Linked DNA regions of Sus scrofa: region 1 is linked to region 2. Evidence: chromatin contacts called from public HiChIP or PLAC-seq data. All regions are on one chromosome and are shown on one strand. The core of a region is the stretch at or near the end of the contact, and the rest is flanking DNA. Distances in the headings are between cores, read along the strand shown. Region 1 has its middle 57 kb from the start of DAAM1. Region 2 holds the start of DAAM1 (disheveled-associated activator of morphogenesis 1).

Region 1 (4,712 bases), core at 1,970-4,469, 58 kb after region 2:
CTTAAGAAACCTTTTTGGTTTTTGTTTTGTTTCTCCTTTTAAACTTGCTTCTGCCATAGGTGGAAGAACCTATTATAAAATTCAACACAGGCTTTTGCCTCTTCATTCTTTTGTTCTTCCTGAAATTTTTTGGTGCCCTCTCTTCACTGGGGCAATAAGCTTCAGCATTCATGTCCAGTATAAATGATAGAAGGACTGGATAATAAAAAGAAATTACCAAGAAAGAGAGATTAAAAGCCTTATTCCTGTTACATATATGTGATTGTGCAACTTTTGCACCTCACATTGTAAAAGCTTTTTGCAGGGCTCACCAAACGTTTCATTTCCACTCTTTGGAGATGGAGGATAGCACTGCCTGCTGCTGGCCTTGGATGGGGCACAGGGAGTTATACAGAGTTGACTAGCAGTGGATCGGCCACAAAAGAGCCTGAGTCATCAGGAATCAGCGTTGAGAGGTATCAGTTGTAGAGAACCTTCCATCTACATGGACAGAACCAATAAAATATCTGAAGGGAGTGTAAAGTGTGTATATATGTGCTTCAAAATTATTGGCAACACATAGCTGTTTCACTGCCAATAAACGGCCATTCATTTTTTTCCCCTATAATTCGCTTCAGCTTCATTCTGGACTCATTTGAATAGGAAGCCGACGTGATGTCTACCAAAAAAATCATTTTAATCTCCAGTTCCATAAAACAATCTAAGACACTTGGATAGCTCATTTTCCTGGAATGAAGGTTGTAGCAACTAAAGTGCCTCTAATTTTATTTTTAGAAACTGGTCGGTGCAGTTTACATTGAATTAAATCTCATTCCTTTCTGTGACAGTGGAGGAGGTGTTTTAAATCTCAGCCAGTGGGTAAAGGACGATTTGTTCCTGATCTAGATTTGTTTTGCTTCGAAGAAGCCAGCTGAGTCTATTAATAAAACAAATGCTGTTTTTGTTTCATTGAGAAGCCACAACATGTATGGTCTCTGCCTGACAATCAGAGACAAAAACAAATTGTGATAAAAAATATTTAATTTTTTATATTACAATGAGTCAACCTGACATGGAGTCAAGGGACTGGTCCTGAAGAGTGACAATCACATTTACTGCATTCCAGAGCCAAAAATGCTTTGCAGCCTCTGCCTGCAAGTGCTTCTTCATGTAAACCCCAAGTCTTTGCAGATCCATATGCAACCTTTAAAGATAATCTATACCTCAGCTGGTTCCTAAGCCTCAAAATCACTGCCCACAGACAAAAGCATAATTTAGGAAAGAAACTCTCATAAAAATACACAGATGAAATATAGGTTGAACAGGGTGTGTAATTACTGGTACATTACTGATCATTACCGGTGCATTAGGACTTTGCTCTGATTAAAGAGATACTAAATCTTCAAGGAATTAAATAATTTTTAAAAGGCCAAGTGACAGTTAATGATGGATTTCTAAGTCCCACTAGGAAAAACTAAAAAGTGCATTTATGTGGGAGGTAATTTTTTGAGTTTCTCGAAAGACAGGATAAACACTATCATTTTTGGTTCAAATGCGGAGATTGAATAACAAGTAAATCTTTGGTAAACCCCTTGCAGTCTGGAATTGGCTCAGAAAAAGCAGAAAGGAGAATTCAGCAAAGCCACAAGGATGAGAGCTGTTGGCTGATAAGATGACAACCCCCAAAGTATAGCTGCTGAAGAGATTTATGTGCAAACCTCAGACCACTTGTATTAAGTGATGGGCCCTCAGCATATGCTACCAATCAATTGTTTGTATCCTGTCTGCTGACTTCTTTTAAAGTTAACATCGTTTTTACGTTCGTGTTTGTTATTTCCCCCAACCTTTTATTTTGAAAACATTCAAAACTAGAGAAATGTGGAAAGGATAGTAGGATAAACACCCTTATACCATTCACCTGGATTTGTGGCTTGCTAATGTTTTATCACATTTGTGATACATTTGTGTCTTCTTTGTGTACCTCTCCCCCAGCTATTTGCAAGTAAGTTGCCGCCCCATGTACCTCCCCAAAGCCAGAATGTTCTAGCACAGAAACAATCACCATGCCATTATCACACACCAGGAATTTACCGTGGTTATAAAAATAGTATTTGATTACACAGAACATACTTACAATTTCCACATTGTTCCCAAAATGTCCTTTATAGCTCTTTTGTTTCCGATCTCAGTCCCATCAAGAATAATGGATTATATTTGGTTGTCTTTGTCTCCTTAAATCTAGAACGAGGGTCAGCATTTTCTGTAAAAGATTGGACATAAATACAAATGTTTATATGTAATATAACATATTAGGATGATAACATAAACATTTTAGGCTTTGCAGTTCATACTATTTCTTCCCCAATTATAGCTTCATTGTTGGAGTGCCAAAACAGCCATAGGCGGTACATAAAGGAATGGATGTGGTGATTTTAATAAAATCTTATTTATGGATACCAAATTTTGAAATTCATATAATATTCACATACACAAAGTATATTACTTTTTCTTTTGTTCCTTTTCAACCATTTAAAAATATACAAACCATTCACAGCTCACAGGTTGCAAAAACTGTATGTGACAGGATTTGGACCAGGGATCATAATTTGCTGACTTAATATTTAAAGCAATTCCCTGCCTTTTTTTTTTCTTTTTTTTTTTTTTTTTTGGCTGCTCCTGTGGCATGCAGAAGTTCCCAGGCCAGGATTGAACCTGAGCCTCAGCAGTAACAACACTGGATCCTTAACCTGCTGAGCCACCAAGGAACTCCAACTGCATTTTTCTTTTTTTTAAGCAAACATTTTATTGAAGTATGTGGAAATACATAAAATTTTAAGTGGACTGACCGCTTCATGATGTTTCACAAAGTGAACACACTCACTAAATAAACTCAGAATAAGAAATACCTATGACTTTATTTAAAAAACAAACAAACAATAAAACACTTGTTGGTGTCGCATCTGATGACCTACGAATGGTTAGCACTGGATCCAAGTGTGCAATTATAGATTACTTCTAGAAATGTCTTTGACTGTTATCAGAGTCCCTATACTCTGTCTCCACAACAAGGAGAGCTGCAGTGATCCAAATGTTTCAGTCTTGACAATTAACCTGCCTATTGGGCCAGCCCAGCCAAGCCTCACTTTTGGAGCTATTTCAGAGGGCATGATGACTCCTGTAGTTTCCTTTAACTGCTTACACTCTTGGCCAGCTCTCTCCCAGCAATGTGGATCAGCTCCGAGGGAGGGTGCCCAGGCAGGAAGTTACTATTTTAAGAACAAGCTCAGCCAAAGGTAGACAGCAGAAGAACCCACAGTCTGTCAGGAATGGGCTAAATGCAATTCACTTCTGTCAGAAACTGGCTGTGATGATTTGAAACCAGGACAGAGTCATGAGGGAAGGAAGCCATGGCTCCTGAGGGCTTAACTGGCTGACAAGACCACTCAAGACAATTGCAGTGTCCTGTTTGCTATATTTTATTTGCCATGGGGTGCAAAAATCTCTTGGCTTGGTAAAAACAGAACTTGACCAGGCTCTTTTAGACAGGGGAGTGGTGATGAGTGACTCATGGGATCTCCTTCTGAAACAGAAATAAGCTGCCCCACAAGTTCCCTCTGGTAGGTCCCAGATTTCCTATTTAGCCTGGGCATTTTAAGTCTGTTTACAGTGTTTCTAGGGATTATTCTCAGTATGAAGAGGGGGTTAATGCTTTCTTTCGGGACACAGAGCCTAGCATCAGTTGCATCTTCTCTGAAGATGGCAGAATTGGGTGGATGCTGGTTTAGGAAATCTGTCTTAATGTGAGAGATGTACAAATACATGATGGTCCAAACTTGAGCCTCAGCACGTGGGCTCAGTTACTCAGTTTTATACAAGCAAATTTGTTTGCAGAAGCTTAATCCCAAGGCTGGGTCCACTGCGGGACTTTAATAATCCCCTAGAGGATCTCACACTCACATTCCAAAATAAAGACTGCATTTGAGAGGCTCGAATTCAACACCAAAGAATTGATCAGACTAGGGACCCAGTTTCTCTTCTGAGGTTCTCAAGCTCTTCGTTTTTCCTTCTACTCTCTGACCTAATTTTATCTTTATCTCTAGCACCTGCCCCCCCAACCCCAAGCTATTTTCATTTGGCTGAAAGAATTTAATTTTTTTTTTGTCTTTTTAGGGCCACTCCTGTGGTATATGGAGGTTCCCAGGCTAGGGGTCTAATCAGAGATGTAGCTGCTAGCCTATGCTCAGCCACAGCAATGTGGGATCTGAGCCTCATTTGTGACCTACATCACAGCTCACGGCAACGCTGGAACCTTAAGTCACTGAGCGAGGCCAGGGATCAAAACTGTGTCCTCATGGATGCTAGTCAGATTTGTTTCTGCTGAGCCATAAAGGGAACTCCACATTTAATTATTAAGCTCTTCAATTTTGTCAAGATTTTTTTTAATGTTCACATTCCCAATAATAAAATGGCACAGTTAAACTAAACAAAATGGCAGAGGATCTTTAATAGAGAAGAGAAACCAATCAGATATAATGTATCAGGGAATTCTGGTTTGGAAAGGAAAAACAAAGATGCGATGAATCCTGGTAGCTTTTTCTTTTTATTTATCACAGAGCAACAAGATGATGGCCTTTCTTCTTTTCATTTATGATAGGGCAGAGTTATGGTTGTTAAGTAAATCCCATTCTCTGGCTTTCCCACTAAGCTCACGTTTCTAGCTCAAAGCATCATAA
Region 2 (4,853 bases), core at 266-2,765:
GGCAGGAGTCGCCATGGCAACGGGATTTGTCTTGCAGGCAAACTCCGCTTCAATTCACTAGGTCCTTCTCGAGCCTCAAGAAACTACCAGTTCAACGAGGGCAAAACGGCCACGCGTGGCGTTCTTTCTTGACGCTTTCCTGCGTAGGTGGAGATGGGGGGGTGGGAGATGGGGAACCAGGATTGGAGTGTATTCTATTTCTGGGCCCAGTGAAATATTTCATGGCAGCAAGAGACAGAACACTCCAACCACAGGCTGTGAGCAACTTGAGAACAGAGCCTTTAGCAAAGATTTGATGAATGAGTGAGTAAGGGAAAGAATAAGGGGGCTGGGAAAGGGAAATCCAGAGGACTTCACCGGCCTCGCTCAGGTGCCCGGTCGGAGAGCAAGAGGATCACAAGCATTTGGATTTTCACCACCAGCTGGGAAAACCGATTATCCACCGCTCTTGCCCCACTGCGAGTCTTATCGTTAGATTATTCCACACTCCGCACCGCTTTTCCACCTCCTAGCCCAGCGCTCCAGGCAGACGCTTCGTACCAGCTCAGGTGTTATTTGTCGAGGGAACCATCAGTGCAACGGGCATCAAGATGCCCCCTACCCAGAGGGATGCGAGGCGGGAGTGCTCTGCGGCGCTTGGAAACCAGTCAGCAGGCTGCGCAGCCTCCCCTCGCCGCTGTCCGACAACACCCCTCGCTCTTTCCGCAACGCGGTTTCCCTCTAGTCTCTCGTTTGAGATATTTAGCTCCCAACTTTACCTAAATTACAGTCACTTCATCCCTTTCGAATGAGTCTTGAGATTAGGGTGCCCGGGATGGTAGGGGTTCTGCTGGGATGAGTAAATGAGTCTCTCCTCCTCTGTCGCCACCTCTGAGTCCACCTAGCCTGCCTTGGGATTCTCCCCTCCCGGAGCCTCACCGGGCAGCAGCTCCCGACAGCAGCAATGTCCACAGCACCCAGCTGGGGCCACGACCCCCAGCGCCCCAGCCCCAGGGTGTCAGCAGCAAGGCGGCGAGTGGTACCCCGCCGGCTCTCTTGGCATCTGAGCGCCTCAGAAAGAAAGAAGGGAGGCACCCGCGTCCTCGGGGGCGCCTTTCTCCAGTCTCGCTTTGCTTTGTGCCGCGCTTGCAGCCATTTTCCCAAACCGAGCTTGGCAGCTGGAAGCTGTCTAGGTCCTGTTCCCACCCAGACCCAACCTGAAGGACGGGTTTAATATTTACCTACTGGCCCGGGAGCTCCGGGGAGGCAACGGGAGGGCGCGCCGCGAACCCAGCGCCGGGCCCGAAACAGCGAGCCCAACCCCACGCCACCGCGCGGTGCCACTTAATGAATGAGTGCAGCGAGCGACGCGGCACGTCCCCCTTACCTGAGCAGCCCCAGCATTCTGAAAAGGCGGTTCTGAGCTTCGGGTACAATGGGCTCCCTTAAACAGTTTCCTTCACAGCCGCTCGTAGGTTACCAACTCGCAGGTGACATCACCCTCTCCTCGCCTGATAGGATACAATGTGGCGCCCACTGCGCATGGACTCCCGGGTCGCTTCTGGGAGTTGTAGTTCGTGTTCCACAGGCAGAGCCCGGGTAAGTGCGATACCAGGGTTCTTGGAACTACACTTCCCGACACACTCCCGGCCTCTTCGTCCACGCCCCTAACCCCGCCCCCGCCTCGACCCGCCCCCCCCCGACCCGCCCTCCAGCCTTGCAGTGTTAGTCCGGGTAGTTCAGAAGCTGAGCTGAGGACGCAGCGGGTTGGGAGCAGGGGTTGCGGGTGGGAGGGGAAGTGGTATCCTTAGGTCGTGCTCTTTGACTTGACCTCCACTCGGCCCCATGCGGGCTCCGAGGAACCAGAGGGGTCCGGGACTAGTGCGCACTAGCCCCGCAGCTCTGAGCAACCTGGTTCCGTTGGCCCCGGCCGAAAAGAGAAGATTAAGCCCTTCACTGCCTCCCCTAGGCGTAGCAACTAATTAATTGGGTTAAACGCAGTCGAGGAATTACCCCACGACCCAGAGGAAGGCGGACGCGGACCCTGAAGGACAGAAATGCCCCTGTGCCCCACTTGGTACAAATCACCTCTCGGTCTTCTCTTTCCTTCTCCCATTTAACGGAGTCAGGGTGACCAACCAGATCTCTGGGAACAGCTTAGTCGCCTGAGCCGACAGAATAACCTAGGGTGTCGCTAATCAAAATGCTGTGCAACAGACTAGATAGTCGCCTCAACCCTCCGTCTGGGAGCCTGCTGCTGCTGCAGAGATAATACTATCGCGCAGCCATGCTTTTGTTCTTCCCTGCAGCAGACTTCCCGCTCGCTCATGGCTCCCAGGAAGACAACATCCTTGCCTAAAGTTTTAATAAATAAATATACGTATACATGTACTTTTAAATACACAACACTCTCAACTTGCATACCTTTCTCTTCAAATTTTTTAATGACCTAAGCGAAACAACATCATGCTGTTCAAGAACTGCTGTGATACTAATACACCTAAGTGTTTATTTAAAGATAAGATGTGCAGCAGAATTCTGAACCTTCAATAAAATTTTATTTTTAATATGTAAAAATTTGCCTTGGAACTTTTCATTATTCAATGAATATCAAACATTATAAAAAATTAACACTGGTAAATCTCTTGATGTGTTTCTAAATGAAAAAAAAAATCTTTACGTCTAGTTATTCCAGTTGTAAAGGTAAATTATAATGGCATTCGATGTCGTAATCACATATAAGGATCAGCTCACACCCTTATTTCTACAAGCAAAATCTCTAGAGACTACCTCTCATGAAAAGAAAGTTCACAATTAAGATTTCAAACAACTCTCCACCTAATTGTTGGTGAAAGTCTTCTTATTTCTCATATCATCCTGCAACAATAACTGGGGTTCAAGAGAAAAATATTCATGGATCTAGTTGAAGATCTCAGGAAAGAAGGAAAGGCTTTGTTTGCTGAGAGGGATTTTACTACTGAATTCTGCTTTTTCTTTTAACAAGCCAATTCCTTATAGCCCAGACACATTTTTCTCCACTGAGGGAAGATAACTTTGAATGTTGCTCTCCTGTTCTGAGCTATTCCATCCATTTCAAATATTGTCTTAAGTGGAACCTAGACAATACAAATGTTCCATTGGCCAACAGATCAAGAGTACAATCAGTGATATTCTAGCTAATGGGTAGACTTAATGCATTGCAGTTCATTGTGGGAAAAGATTCAGAAAGAAACTTGACCTGGGGTGAATCTAAAAGCTCTTCCAGTTCTGTAACTTTGTAGAGCTTTTAGAGGGAAATACAATCAGTGCGCCTGAAATGTATTGAGTCCAATTGGATGTGGAGATTCTTTATAAGTCAGGATTTAGACTTACAGATAAAAGTATATTATATTATTGTGGTACACTCTGAGGAGTAAGTTTATAGAATAAATCACCTTAGAGCAAGTTCTCTTGAGTCTTCAGTAATGAAGGAGAGGATGAAGTCTGCCTAAAGAAAAAATTCCATTCTCTGTAGCAATTAATATTATAGGGATGTGCCATGTTACATGTCCATATATAAAGGACATCATACACAATAGATAACAAGCACAGAAATGAGCAGATGTACACATGTGAAGCTGTTCTTCCTACTAAATAGATATAAATATAGATAATAAATATTGAAAGATAGGCATCGTTTGGAAGCATTTTGCTATGTGCGATGGATTTGAGCTTATCCCTGCACACTATTTTCATTGGTAACCAGGAGAAACAAAGATGGCTCTTCAGCACCAGAAATGCAGTCTGTGGTCCTGGGACTAGAGGAAGCTTAACAACATCTATGGAGACTGAAGGGAACACACTTCTCTCCCTCCCTCTCTCCCTCTCTCTCTCTCTCTCTCTCTCTCTCTCTCTCTCTCTCTCTCTCTCTCACACACACACACACACACACACACACACACACACACACATTCACAGACATTTATTGTGTGTGTATTTCTTTTTCCGTGACTACATAGTCTCATAAACAATTGAAAACACTGTTCGGCTTATAATTTCGAAGGATTTCTTTACTTTTTTCTTTTCTTTTTAAAGGACAGCTGCTGTTCTAGAATGATCTGATGAAAGGTCTTGTCTAGTCCCATAATCATTTCCTATTAATTAGGAGCCCATGGGACCACTGGAAATAGATTTAATTGACCATCTACACGTGGAGGAAGGGGAAAGGCACCATGGGATATTTGGCTGATCTTTCAAAATAATACCTCTCAGTTCTGATTACAAGGCTTTAGTCTAGATGTTGAGCTTTAGATAAGGGAGGAAATGAGATATCAACAGAGAAAGAACTTTTTAAGTCTGTAGCCTTGCATGTGTTTTCACACAATAGCTTGGTGTTTTGCAACAACTGAGGTTGTGTGCTGAGGCCAGGTTTGAGATCATGCCCTTTTCCCACTTCCCAGCAATATCACTCTGCTTGTTCCATGTTGGTTATTCTCTCTAAGCTTCAGTTTCCTTCTTTTTCAAATGGAGCTAACAATAAACCTACTTCACAAAGTTATTGAGGACTAAATTAGATGAGACATATAAAAACACTTTTCAAATTGAAAGTAATTATACCAATGCTGGTTCTTGTTATTATTTGCAGCCCCCTCCTCTGAAGATTACCTCAGAAATGTCAGCCCTGATTATGGAACAAGTTGATAAAAACCTAGTGAAATTTTAAAAAATCTTAATCTTAAGAGATGATTAGAAATGATACGGTGTGCATGCATTACCTCAGTAATTAGAAAGTTGGCAAAATGTTCTTTGAACAAAATGAAAACTCCAAATTAAACAGTGCTACTCCTTGGCTGGATTTCAGATCCATATCTTGTTCTTCCACAGCCCCAGGCTGT

The links. HiChIP or PLAC-seq counts read pairs in DNA pulled down with a chosen protein or histone mark.
Region 1: an H3K27ac HiChIP or PLAC-seq map of skeletal muscle shows a contact between it and region 2. The contact joins the enhancer-like site here to the promoter of DAAM1 in region 2. A contact is called at or near these places in 1 of 5 promoter capture datasets (liver), 7 of 47 Hi-C or Micro-C datasets (alveolar macrophages, embryonic fibroblasts, fetal heart ventricle and 2 more) and 1 of 2 datasets of contacts at active chromatin or transcription factors (skeletal muscle).

What each region holds. Positions count from the first base shown.
Region 1 is chr1:188,276,183-188,280,894 of Sscrofa11.1, reverse strand. No RefSeq gene overlaps it. Among named protein-coding and RNA genes, the nearest start is that of DAAM1, 57 kb to the left of the region's middle. Within about 2 kb of position 3,219, at least 8 of the 83 cell types and tissues checked have an H3K27ac peak or open chromatin away from gene starts, as enhancers often do. A contact at or near this core is called in skeletal muscle, where this site is marked.
Region 2 is chr1:188,331,997-188,336,849 of Sscrofa11.1, reverse strand. DAAM1 (disheveled-associated activator of morphogenesis 1) reads right to left here and starts at 1,515. Exons shown (of 25, transcript XM_021102694.1): 1 at 1,367-1,515.